Linked DNA regions of Mus musculus: all the other regions are linked to region 4. A link is a contact called in public HiChIP or PLAC-seq and promoter capture Hi-C data. All regions are on one chromosome and are shown on one strand. The core of a region is the stretch at or near the end of the contact, and the rest is flanking DNA. Distances in the headings are between cores, read along the strand shown.

Region 1 (3,251 bases), core at 268-2,767, 1.6 Mb before region 4:
GGCGAGGCAATGGAATTTGGCAGTGTTGGATACTGTACCAAGATGGGGGAAAAAATCTTATGGAATCCTTTCACCAGACAGCAAACTCAGAATGTCATCAGAAATTTCCTTAAGGGCTTTTAAAAATATGCATGGAGGGCTAGAGCTTTGAGCCGTGGATAAGAGGGTTTGCCATGAGTTCCAAAGCCCAGCATAATACCTGTGCCTATGACCCCAACATTGTGATAGTCAAGGAGGTCTGAGAGTTCACTGGCCAGTCACCCAGAAAGAAAACTGCCGCCATCTTCAGGTTCTGTGAGATTCTGACTCACTAGAACAGGGCAGAGCGCAACTGAGGAAGACAGTCGGAAACTGCCTGTATAGGTGTGTGTACAAACACACACACACACAACAGCTGATGAAAAAAAAAAAGGCACTCCGCTTAGAACCTTGCTTCCACTATTCCCCGGTTGGCTGAGCAGACTCAGTATTTCTTCTATATAGACACTACTCCTCAGACATTTAAGACAGAGGCACCAGATTCTTCCAAGGTGGTCCTTCCTCTGAGCCGGGAAGTAAGCAGAATTGAGGTCGGGGATAAAGAGTTAATAATATAAAGCTTCTATCCTAGACAGGTTTAATTTCAGGGTGAAAGGCACACATTAACACATAAAAAGCCTAAAAGTCAAGATGACTACAGATGCTCACTACATTTTACAGGGATAACTTTTCTTTGGAATCATTTGTGGCATAGCATGAGACCTGGGAGGGAAAGGAATCCGCGGGCTAAAAGGCAGTCGAGAAACATTCCAGACAGATGGAATCCAACCTGCTGAAGGCCAGGAGGAGGTAGCTAGGTTCTAACTGTAACACAGGAATGGTCCAGAAAGAAGGGGTGGGGACAGTAAGGCAAGTTAAAAGCCGAATTTTATTCTAAAGACAATGGGACTCCCAGTGAGAGTGCCTTGGCCCGTCTAGTCTTTTAAAATGATCATATGTAACACAACTTTGTGCACACGTGGCGATAAGGACGCTTCTGCAGGAGCTGGGCTGTGGGGTGCTGACGATGGTCAAGGAGCAGTAATTTGGGGGTACAGTAAGCAAATCGTAAAGCTGCCAACGTTCCCCGAGCGCTCAGCTCTGCCCAGACACAATTCCAAGCGTACAGACTCATTTCAACCTCAAGACAGCCCAATATCACGGCGGTGTCCCTGGTGTGGAGCGTGGTCCACGGAGGGAGCGAAGGCCAGCGGCTCTGCAGCGCGTCCCAAGGGTTAGGAGCGCAGGGTCCGGGGCTCCCGGGACTCAGAGCGGAGGAACCCTGCCCAAGGACCCCGGCCTCGCCGCTCTCCTCGCGGTCCTCACCGAGCCCTGCTGGCCTTCCACTACCACATCTGATGGCAGCGGCCATCGCGCCGCCATGAGGAGGGCGGGCGCAGAGTTACCGCCGCCGCTGCCGCCAGAGCCCGCCCCGAGCCGGCGCCCGCAGCGGCAGACACCTACCTGACCCGCCAGGCCGCCGCCGCCGCCGCCGAGACTCCGCCCCGCGGCGCGCCCGCGCATGCGCGCAGTTCAAACTCGCCGGCGCCGCCGCCTAGCTAGCCAGCCGCTTCCCCTTCCGGAAGCCCCCCACTGGGTCCTAAAGACAGCCTCATTTGCCTGAGACCAAGAGGACCAGAAAAGAGCCGAATGAACGCCTCACTCTCTGCTAGTTTCCTGTTGAAAGAAGAGAGAAACAGAAAGCTGTGGTAGCTTCTCTCTCGAGGTTAATTTGCAAACAACGACTCCATTCTGGGGATGCTTTTAGGCAGCTTCAGGCTCTCAAGGCTAAGACAGCGGCGTGCTCTGGGAGATGGGTGAGCGGTAGAAAAAGACAGCTGCTTCAGACTTTAAAATCGACTGCTAGATAAAAAGTTAAATGAGCTCCCATCAGACTCAGAACCTCCTTTGAAGGTTTCTCCTTTGAAACGGTCATGTTCTTGTCAATCTCACTGATTTGCCAGAAGGGTAGAGGGTATTCCTCATCTTCTATAAAGATGTCTGGTATGGGATTCTTGTGCTGTTCCTTAAGTCAGCCTCACGTCAGGCATCGCCTTCCGGGGGGTTGAATAATCAATTCTGTGTAAACATTCAAAAAAACGGGACATTCCGTTTAATTGTCCTAGACACAGTGTTACGTGCCAGGGTTACCAAGAGGGCGAAAATAAACATAGTAGCTGCTCTGCGAAGGCCGTCCAAAGACTTGCAGTTTAAAAATGAATCTTGGTGTTCACTCATTATTTGTGTTTGTGTGCTTTTTTTTTCACATTCTTCGTGTGTCTCCTGCCAAATCTAGCAATGACACGGGTCAGAATAATCAAAAAGAGTTTATTGTAAATTTGGGAGAGAGCCTGAAAGCAATCAAAACGAGTTAAGAGAGCCCAGAGGTACCAGACCTCCCTTAAGACAAGAAAAATCGAGTAGGGGCGGGGCCAAGGTCTGGGAGCGGGCCTTGAGGCCCCGCCCCATCGTTAAACAGCGCCTTTAACCAATGACAGTACGAAATCAACGCCAGTGGCTCGGAGACTGACCAATGGGAGGAGACGTTGGAGTTGCGCGGCGAAGTTGAGTCCCAGCGGTGGTGGGCGAGGCCGCAGTGGCTGGTCTGTGTTCTCGCTGCAGCGGAGGAGACGCCTGGCTTGGTCTCCGTGTCGGTGGCGATGTTCTTGTCAGAGGCAGGCGCAAGGCCCCGAGCAGGCGAAGCCAGCGCCTCAGAACGCAGGAAATGGGTGAAAGTAGGTGTGGGAGCGCGACCCGAGTTCAGACTTAAGCCTGACCAGGGCCACTTCTGTCACCCCTCTTGGTTCTGGCATTGCTGCAGGACTCTGATCACTTCCCCGCCCACCACACTGTCCACGGATAATCACCTCGACCTCCTATCCGTCCCATCACCTTCCCAATCCCAGGACTGAGCTTTCGAGTACAGTTTATTCCAGCGGTTTAGAGGAATGGATTTGTCAGCCCCTTAAACTTGGTCAAGTTCCTTAAACTTTGGGGAGAGGGGACAGAGGGAAATCTTTAACTCGGCGGTTATATTGCTTGAGAATTAAAACTAGAGTACTGAAACTGCATTTTGAAAGCTCCACAACCAGGTTGAGTTTAAGATGTCTGTGTTTCTGGTTTCTGGCTTACTAACTGTAGATGTTTAATATTCCTTAGGTATTTAAAGCATGCGATGAAGACAACAAAGGCTACCTAAGCCGAGAGGACTTTAAGGTTGCGATTGTAATGCT
Region 2 (2,871 bases), core at 161-2,660, 1.9 Mb before region 4:
CCAACCACATATTCGCATCTGGCAATCCAGAGGCGGCAGAGAAAGCGGAAACGTACAGATGGGCATCTCCCTGCCGCCCAGGGAGCAGCGAGAGACAAGGGGCATGCCGGGCGAGGGGCCGCACTAGGGTGAAGACCCAAAGGGGCCCCAGGACCGTGGTGCTGCCTATCTCCAGCACCTCCCACCGCTCCTGCTCCCCCAGGCACTGAGCCTGCCGCCGCCTCCTCCCCAGCAGAAACTTTGCGTCTCTAATGGAAACCGAGGAGCGCGCCAACTCTCTCCTCCCCCGCCCTGCCGCCCCAATTAGCGCGAGCCGAGCACCTCCCGCGGGAAGGGGCCTCCCCGCGGACACGAGCGATCGCGCCCGTCTCGCGCGGCACCGGGAGGGGGACCGAGGTCGCACGGCCCAGCCACGCGCGCGGCCACCCTGCGGGGCCCCGCCCGGGCGCAGGGCGGCCGCTTCCGCCCTCTCCGCCCCCCAGCCTTCGCCTTCCTGCCCCCAACCCCACCCTTCCCCGGCTCCTTCCTTCCCAGCTCACGCCCGCGCCGCGCCCCCCGGGAGGAAGGAGGGGACCGCAAGCGAGGGGGGACTCCCGACTGGGCTGGTCAGGGGGTCTGAAGGTGGCTGAGGACACCCCGAGGCCGCGGTCCAAGCCCTGTACGTCTCCCGGCTCGCCGCGACCCATTCATTCTCCGCGGTCGGGGACTGACTACCGGGACGTCGCGGCCTGCCCCGCCCGGCTCCCCCGCCCCGCTGGCCCCGGCCGAGGCGCTGCGCTGCAGGCAGCCCGGGTGCGGCGCGTTGGATGCAGTGGGTGCGGGGCTGGCGGAGGGGGTGGATGCGGAAGGCCCCGGTGCAGCTGTGGCAGCGGCTCCAGCCCGCGCACAGCCCACTGTAGAGTCCAGCCCCAGAGGCGCCCAAAACTCAGAGGAGGTTCTCTGGCAGCCAGAGCGGAGATGCAAACCCGAAAATACATCCCCTTTCACTGCAGCTGCTGCGTAACACCTGGCAAAATGGGGTAGGGGGTAACCTCAACCAGGAAAAGGGGGAGACCCCAAGACTCAACTACAAATCTGTTCAGAAAGCTCGGGCAGCTGCTACGTCTGCCACTGCCGATCCCAACCTACCATGGTGCGAGCGAAGGAAGGAAGAACGGAGCAGGCGAGGGTGGCTGCACCAGCGCAGGGGCTGTGACCGCCGAGGTGCCTCCGCTTCTGCTGCTGCTAACGCGCTACCTGCGTTGTGCGCTGAGCCTCAGCCGCCGCCCGACTTCGAGTAACGGCACCACGGACACGAGACTCCCAGCACCACTGCCGTAGCGCGAGCCTGTGTGCCGCGATATATATACGGTGCGCGGTATCCCTCCGCCGCGGCAGTACCGCCTCGCGCAGGGCGGCGCTGCGGCAGCCGGACCTCACCGCAAGGCTCCGCCCCCCAGGCGCGCCCGGCGCGGCGGGCCCATTACGCGGGCAGGGGTCACTGGGGAGTCGGAGACCTGAGCGAGGGTGCTGGTCTGTTGCTGCAAGAGTCCTCTAGAGCTGGAATGCCTGCGTAGCGAAATCTGGGGGGCCGTCCCGGGCTTCCAGGCGCGTGTCCGTCACTCAGCCCCACTTCACCTGTGTGTCCCCCCTCCCACCACTCCTGGTGGCTTCGAGGTTGCAGAGCCACCAATCCTGGGTCCCCCACAGGGGAGGACCTGGAGGAGATCTAGGGGCTGAGGACAGCCGCGGGGAGGCGGAATCCAACCTTAGCTGTAGAGGCGAGAGGACTGTGTTGAGGACACGGTGGTTGGCCTTGGGGAAGAAATTGGTCAGATAATGTTACTTTTCTCATTTTGGAGAACTGTCCGAGGCACAGTTAGAAGCTCAGTTGCTAGGTCTGTGTGGTGTTGACACGCTCAACCAGTCTAGTTTTCGTGTTTTTACATACCTACTAAAATTTTAAAGATGCTTGAAGAGTTGTCCCTTGCTAGGTTTGTTCCTTATTTCCTGTGGCAAATTCTATTAGGCCTGCTTCCAAAATTAACGTAGTGAGCGGCTTATGTCGCCCTCAGAGCCCACGCTTTTGAGTTTTTCCTAATTGTCCTGGTCCTGGAAATTCATAAATTGATATATACAAAGAAGGGGAAAGATACACAGGATCACTCTGATTACAGCTGGAACTTGTGCAGCCAATTGATTCTAGTAGGGTGCTCCACTATCTTAATTACAATCTTAATTATAGTCCTTAAATAATGTTTTAACCTTTAAATTTACTATTCTTTGTTCTTCTGTAAACTAGGGTGGGGGTGGGGACAGGGACGACCAAAAACTGTTTCAGGTCTTAGTTTGGAGCCTGGAACTTAAAAGAAGAAGAAGAAAATCTTAACAAAATGCTGCAGTTTCGTTTCTTGCCAAGACAAAGCGCAGAATTTGATCTTTTGTTTGCAAGGCCAGGACAAGCTGCAGGTTGTTTCTTCTTTCAGAAATTGTGGCAAAATGTGTGATTAGCATGCTCCTCTCTGGAAAGACTAGTTACCTTTCTTTTCTGGCTTTGTCAAAGTTTGCAGATAGGTGTTTTAAAAGATTCAAAAATGTCCCTGAACATTGCAAACGCCAGAGGACTTCTTAGGATCACCTCAGACAGTATGTCAGCAGCTGTGGGACTGCGCTTCAATTTGTTCTTCCTAGAATGCTACAGAAAGGGTTAACCTGCTGTTTAAGGAGAAGCTGTAGCAGGCAGCCCCCCCCCCCCAAGGGTACTGCTGGCCCTCTTGCAAATGGTTTAAAAACCATTCACAGTCAGACACATAATATCCCTATGTTCACAGAAAAGAGACTAATAAAAATTCAGTTTAAAGCATAGTCAATAATCCAATGAATTACAGGTCT
Region 3 (3,035 bases), core at 338-2,837, 1.9 Mb before region 4:
GGTGTGTCACTGTGGGTGTGGGCATAAGATCCTCACCCTAGTTGCTGGAAGTCAGTCTTCCACTAGCAGCCTTTGGATGAAGGCATAGAACTCTCAGCTCCTCCTGTGCCATGCCTGCCTGGATACTGCCATGCTCTCACCTTGATGATAATGGACTGAACCTCTAAACCTGTAAGCCAGCCCCAATTAAATGTTGTTTTTTATAAGACTTGCTTTGGTCATGGTGTCTGTTCAAAGCAGTAAAACCCTAACTAAGACAGACAGGATTTCTCAGTGTAGCCCTGGCTGTCCTGAAACTTGCTTTGTTGATCAGACTGGCCTCAAACTCACAGAGTGAGTGCCAGTGCCTCTGACTCCAGAGTGCTGAGATTAAAGGTGAGCATCATCGTGCCCTGATGCAGATATTGATTTAATCAACTGAGATAACTTCCTGTCAGGTTTGGCGGAACTTGAGATTTACAGTTGAAGACAAGTGGATTCTACTGGCCTCCTTTTTCCAAGTACTTTTAGGGACCTGAAAACTTGGACATTTATTTTGGACACACACAGTTTACATGGTACACACAGTTTACATGGTACACGGAGCTGCTTGGATAGGTTTCCATCCATTCCTTTGTTTAGATGATTAGTCACATCTCTGGGTTTAGCTTTTTTTTTTTTCTAAACTTTATTTTATTGTGGTGCCCTGTGCACTTGGAGGTCAGAAGACAACTTTGTGGAGCCTGGATGAAACTCAGGTATCCATGCTTGCTTGGTAGTACCTTTATTATTTAAGCCATTTCATTGGCTCCTGCACCCAACCTTTTTTTTTTTTTTGGTAGGGGAATCTCAAAAATACTTTATAGGTAAGTATATGCATTTATTGTCAAAGACCTTTATCTTATTGGGACTTTGTACTCTTCTGTATTCCTAGGGTATTTAAAATGACAACTTATATTTGGATCACTTACATTTTGCCGTGGAACTTGTCACATCTCACATAGAAGCTAATTTTTCATTTCTTTTCTTTCTTTTTATTGGCTTTTTTTGAGACATCGTCTCTATACAGTTCTGACTCTCATGGAAATTACTATGTAGACCAGCTGGTGTCGAACTCACAGAGATCCACTTGCCTCTACCACTGAGTGTTGGGACTTAAAAGGGGTTTGCCCCCACACCCAGTTTAAAGCCACCTTTTAAATGCTTCTTATGGGTGAAACAATTGCAATTTGTACATGTATATGTGTACGTATACATACACTCACACACACAATCTTGCAGAGGAGGAAAATGAATCTTACAGAATTTGATTACTTTGATCCAGTTTAAAGGAGGCAATGTGCTTTTACCAGAGGAGCTGAATTCCAGTTTCCACACCTTCCCCCCTCCCAACTTCCTCTTCCGGTTCCTGCTTGTCCATTGTTCAGTGAAGCCGGAGGGCACTAACTACAAGGAAACTGTTCTTCCTCAATCTCACCCTCTTCCCTCCTCCCCTCTCTACCCTTTGGGTCTCCGCACCGCCTTGCCCAGGAGTTAAGCCTTAAAGAGTGCAGGAAGAACTACATTTCCCAGAGTGCCTCGCGAGTCACCGTCCTCCAACCAGAGCTCTCCAGACGGCGCCATTTCTGAGGCAGGAGTGGTAGTGCGGCCTGTGATCATGGCGCTGTTCCCGGCTTTTGCGGACGTAAGTGAGGCCTCCGGTGATGGGGCATTCAGGAAAGGTAAGCACCCCAAAAGAGTCGAAAAAGACATCCATTAAATTAATGGCAGATTTTCGGGCCTGGGTCATGGCCTTTTTTCTTTGCTTTGTTTATCCACCTGTATCCCAGAGTTCTCCGCGGCGCTGCAAAGCCTTCTGGGTCTTGTCTGAAGTGTAGGGCCAGAGGCTCTTTCAGGCGCTACGGTGGTCAAGTAAGCGGAGGGGAAACTAAGCCTACGATGATGTCTGGCGCTAACATTACCGTATTTTTGGACTTCATTCTCCTAGAAGCTGCAATGATACAACTCCATTGCAAAAGAAACCCTCTTAAAATACTTGCAATTGTGGTTGGCGTAATTCTGATTTTTCCTTACTAAATTGTAACCGTCAACAAATTCCGAGACTGTCTATTCATTGTAGCACACTTATTAGAAACACAGGCCCAAAATATAGACGTATTCAATAAGTGTGTCAGGATTGATAATGCAACCTGTTGCATGAACGAAACTAAGTAACAACAGCAACAAATCAGTATAAGGTAGTATGCTACAAATGTCATAGATGAGCCACAGTCAACCATAAAAATGAAACGTTCAGAATTTTGGAATGGTCTTCAAGAGGATATGATTTGTATAGATAAGAATTCAGGGACCTTCAAGGGGCTGTGGAAGAGAAGCATGGGATTAGAGAACTGGGTGCGTATTTTAAATGCTAAGACAAGTGTCAGCTATAATGAAGTTAACCATGGCAGGTAAATGCAGAAAATACATCTAATACTGAAAGTGTACGGTCAAGTTGAAGGGCTGGCAGTGGTGGCATACACCATTAATTTCAGCACTTGGGAGGCAGAGGCAGGTGGATCTCTGAATTCAAGCTCAGCTTGATCTACGTAGTGAATTCTTGGACAGCCTGGGCCACAACATAGAGAGACCCTAATCTCAAAAAAGACCAAACCAAAACAAAATATAGTTAAGAAAATTAACTATATATTATTTAACTATGAGTTACTGTTCAGCTTTCTTTACGGTTGGTTTGCTTATAGGGATCCAAAAGAAGTCAGAATTCTCTCTCTCTCTCCTTTCTCTCTCTTCTTTCTCTCTGTCTTCCTTTTCTCTCTGTCTTCTCTCTCTCTCTCTCTCTGAGAGAGGGGGTGTACTGGCTGGTTTTGTGTGTCAACTTGACACAAGCTGGAGTTATCACAGAGAATGGAGCCTCCCTTGAGGAAAGGCCTCCATGAGATCCAGCTGTAAGGCATTTTCTCAGTTAGTGATCAAGGGTGGGAGGATCCATTGTGGGTGGTGCCATCCCTGGGCTGGTAGTCTTGAGTTCTATAAGAGAGCAAGCTGAGCAAGCCAGT
Region 4 (3,088 bases), core at 38-2,537:
TGTGACAGACTAGATGGATGAAGCACATAAATTTAAGTTACAGGGCACAGGGGCATACCCTAAGAAATTGAAGACTCCCCCCCCCAAACAAACAAACAAACAAACAGTTAATGATAAACATGCTGAATCTGATCAGGAGCAATTTAGGTTGTAAAATGTGCCAGGCAGAGAGGCAGAGAGGCAGAGAGGCAGGCAGAGAGACAGAGAGAGAGGCAGAGAGGCAGAGAGGCAGAGAGGCAGGCAGAGAGGCAGAGAGGCAGAGAGGCAGAGGCAGAGAGGCAGAGAGGCAGAGAGGCAGAGGCAGGCAGAACTCTCTGAGTTCAAGGTGAGACTGGTAGATGGAACAAGTTCTAAGAACACAAGCTGCCAGCAGGCACGTCCAACCTTTTCTTATCCTGACACTATGTTGTCCGCTATAGACTTCACACTTGAGGTCTGCACAGTTGACTATTTTAATCATAAAAAGTCACAGAATGTCTTGAGTTAAGTTTATGTACAATTTTGGGGTAGGGTGCTTTCATAGCAATCATCTGCTCCATGTGGTCTCAGGCACAGGTTGGATGCACCTGCCAGGGTATTTAACTGGGTAGAGAAGTGAATAGGAAGGCAAGGGTTACTGTAACAGGAGTTGGCAAACATTACCACTTCCTCTATGTAAGTCAGGGCATCTTTCATAAGTGATTTTCATAGTCATTTTTTATTCAAGAAACAGAATAAAGGTCCGAGTATTCTGAACCTATTGTATTTTTTAGGTCTCGCAATTCAAATTACTATATAGCAACATTTTGGACGAGTAATCATATTAACTCTTTTAAGGCTAAAAGACCTGGATATAGCAGACTACTCAATCGAACAAACTTTGTCAGCTAGCATTTGCTAAGTGTATATAAGTGCACAATTATGACTTCCCGAGTGCCTATTATCTTACTTTTATCTTATCCGGAGTTCCCTGACTTGCTGTTCTGGTCTCACGGTGGTTTAGAAAAATTCAGGGTCCTCAAGCCAAGCGACTCAACCAAGGTGACCGCTTAACTGGGGGCGCTTAAAGCCAGGTCCTCATTGCTGTTTCCTACTGGGAATGCTCGGCTAGAGTAGGACCACTCAAAGCCCTCTTTTGACCGTTGTTGACCATTCACTTCCCGTTTTCTAAGATGATCCATCAGGTGAGGTAGGAAGAGTGGTCACTAAGTAATTACACGCAGAGACCGGTCCCGCCTCTTTGACACAGAAGTGACAAGGCAAAGCTCGCTCAACCAGCCCCCCACCCCGCCCCCCCAGCTCAACACAACAGCGGCTGCGCGGACAGCCCGCAGCCCTCACTTAAGATGGCGAAAGCTTCCTCAGCCGCCCGCTCTTCTTCCTCAGGGAGGCGATCGGGCCCGCCTCCCCGGGCGCCACAGTCGCGTGACCCGCACAATGGCTAACAGCCAACCTAAGGCTTCCCAGCAACGCCAAGCAAAAGTCATGACCGCCGCCGCGGGCTCGGCGAGCCGTGTTGCGGTGCCCTTATTGTTGTGTGCGCTGCTAGTGCCCGGTGGCGCCTACGTGCTAGACGACTCCGACGGGCTGGGCCGGGAGTTCGATGGCATCGGCGCAGTCAGCGGCGGCGGGGTGAGCGCGGGCTGGCGGGAGGCAGGAGTGCGGTGCGGCGCAGGGACCGCAGGGACCGCAGGGACCGCCGGGGCCGCCCCCTCCCACAAGCCCCCGCGGCGTTGCCGGGCGAGCGCACGCCGCTTCCCCGCGCGCCGGGGTGAGATGAACCCGGGCTGGCGGTTAGATTGCAATGGGGAGCCAGGCGTCTCGAGGGGACAGGCGTCTGCTGCAGTCAAGTGGCCCGGGCTCGAGGGAGCCCTCGTTCTGGATCGCCGGCCAGGGCTGTCCTTGCCGCGCTGGAAGGGTCGCCTCCGGAAAAAGCCAGAGAGGGACTGCGAAGCCTCAGCGAGATGCTTTGGGGAGGGGGGGGGGTGGGTTCTCTTCCTTCCCAGGGAGTTAGTTGGTGGAGCCGTGAGTCAGAAGACATAGGCAGGGTTTGGGGACCCTTCTTGAACAGTGATTAGCACCCCGTCCCTCCCTGTAAGACCTCTTGGACTCTTTAGAGTTGTGTAAAGCCTGAAGCGATCTGGGATATTGTTTTAAAAGAGGGCCACCTTCATCCACTAACAGAAACTGTGGCGTGTCTGTGTTGGAACGAGGGAATGCTGGCTCTGTTAGGGCACATAAGAATCATTAGGTGCATTGGTTAAAATTTAAGTTGTCTTCCTCTCCCATTCTGACTTTGTTAATAAACACCAGCTAATTCTCAAAAGATGAGGTCTTGAGAGTGATTTCTTGTTGACTCAAAGATCTCAGGACTGGGAAGTGGGTTTGCTTTTAAATTGAAATCTTAAGAGTAGTTTTAGATCTACCGAAAAGCTAGGAGTGCAGTAAAAAGTTCTATACCCCAGTGTGTGTGTGTGTAATAATGAACTAATCTATTCTCAGTTTATTTAAATTTAAAATAGCCAATATTTCTTATACAACCTTAACGTCTCCTTTTGGTATCTTTGTGATAGTAAATCTAAGTGTAAAGGCTTTTTTAAAAAAATGAGATTTCCAGTTTTGCTTAATTTACTCAACTTTTAATTATTAAAATAATTTCATAACCTGGTGTGATGTAGTAAGCCTTAGTGTGTGTGTGTGTGTGTGTGTGTTGGGAATGTTTGTACATGTGAGTACTGGTGCTTACAGAGGCCAGAAGCACGTGAGTTGCCATCTCTCCAGCCTCCAGAGCAGGTAAATCTATTAAATAGTCAGTTAGTAATGTCTCTATACTATGTTATGTATTAGTCAGTTTAGGAAAATAGTAAATGAAGATGGATGACCATTTTATTTACACACCAGTTTAAACTTGTGTGTGTACAACATGTTACCTAGCACAGTTGTAGCAGCACTTAGATTGCCCTCTCTTGACTTTCACATATTTAGGGAAAGCATTTTGCTTCAGTGGTTGGCATGTGGGCTTCCGAGGTTGCTGGAATCATTCTGGCACAGGACACTCACCTCCTGGTTTTGACAAGTTAGTTCATTTTCCTTTGCTTAAGTTTCTCTT

What was found. Promoter capture Hi-C pulls out the DNA fragments that hold promoters and counts their contacts. HiChIP or PLAC-seq counts read pairs in DNA pulled down with a chosen protein or histone mark.
Region 1: a contact with region 4 is called in an H3K27ac HiChIP or PLAC-seq map of trophoblast stem cells, with 6 times the contacts expected there. The contact joins the promoter of Tdp1 here to the promoter of Galc in region 4. A contact is called at or near these places in 5 of 39 promoter capture datasets (the 3T3-L1 cell line, 3T3-L1-derived adipocytes, hippocampal neurons and 1 more) and 1 of 115 datasets of contacts at active chromatin or transcription factors (trophoblast stem cells).
Region 2: a promoter capture Hi-C map of liver shows a contact between it and region 4, with 2.7 times the contacts expected there. The contact joins the promoter of Calm1 here to the promoter of Galc in region 4.
Region 3: a contact with region 4 is called in an H3K27ac HiChIP or PLAC-seq map of microglia, with 9 times the contacts expected there. The contact joins the promoter of Nrde2 here to the promoter of Galc in region 4. A contact is called at or near these places in 2 of 39 promoter capture datasets (the 3T3-L1 cell line and liver) and 1 of 115 datasets of contacts at active chromatin or transcription factors (microglia).

Annotation. Positions count from the first base shown.
Region 1 is chr12:99,882,784-99,886,034 of GRCm38.p6, reverse strand. It overlaps Tdp1 (tyrosyl-DNA phosphodiesterase 1), which reads right to left and starts at 1,517. Exons shown (of 16, transcript NM_028354.5): 1 at 1,483-1,517. It overlaps Efcab11 (EF-hand calcium binding domain 11), which reads left to right and starts at 2,593. Exons shown (of 6, transcript NM_030172.2): 1 at 2,593-2,753; 2 at 3,178-3,251. The coding sequence starts at 2,679.
Region 2 is chr12:100,197,974-100,200,844 of GRCm38.p6, reverse strand. Calm1 (calmodulin 1) reads right to left here and starts at 1,410. Exons shown (of 6, transcript NM_009790.5): 1 at 1,129-1,410. The coding sequence starts at 1,131.
Region 3 is chr12:100,158,205-100,161,239 of GRCm38.p6, reverse strand. Nrde2 (nrde-2 necessary for RNA interference, domain containing) reads left to right here and starts at 1,587. Exons shown (of 14, transcript NM_001290303.1): 1 at 1,587-1,700. The coding sequence starts at 1,637.
Region 4 is chr12:98,257,658-98,260,745 of GRCm38.p6, reverse strand. It overlaps Galc (galactosylceramidase), which reads left to right and starts at 1,287. Exons shown (of 17, transcript NM_008079.4): 1 at 1,287-1,611. The coding sequence starts at 1,417.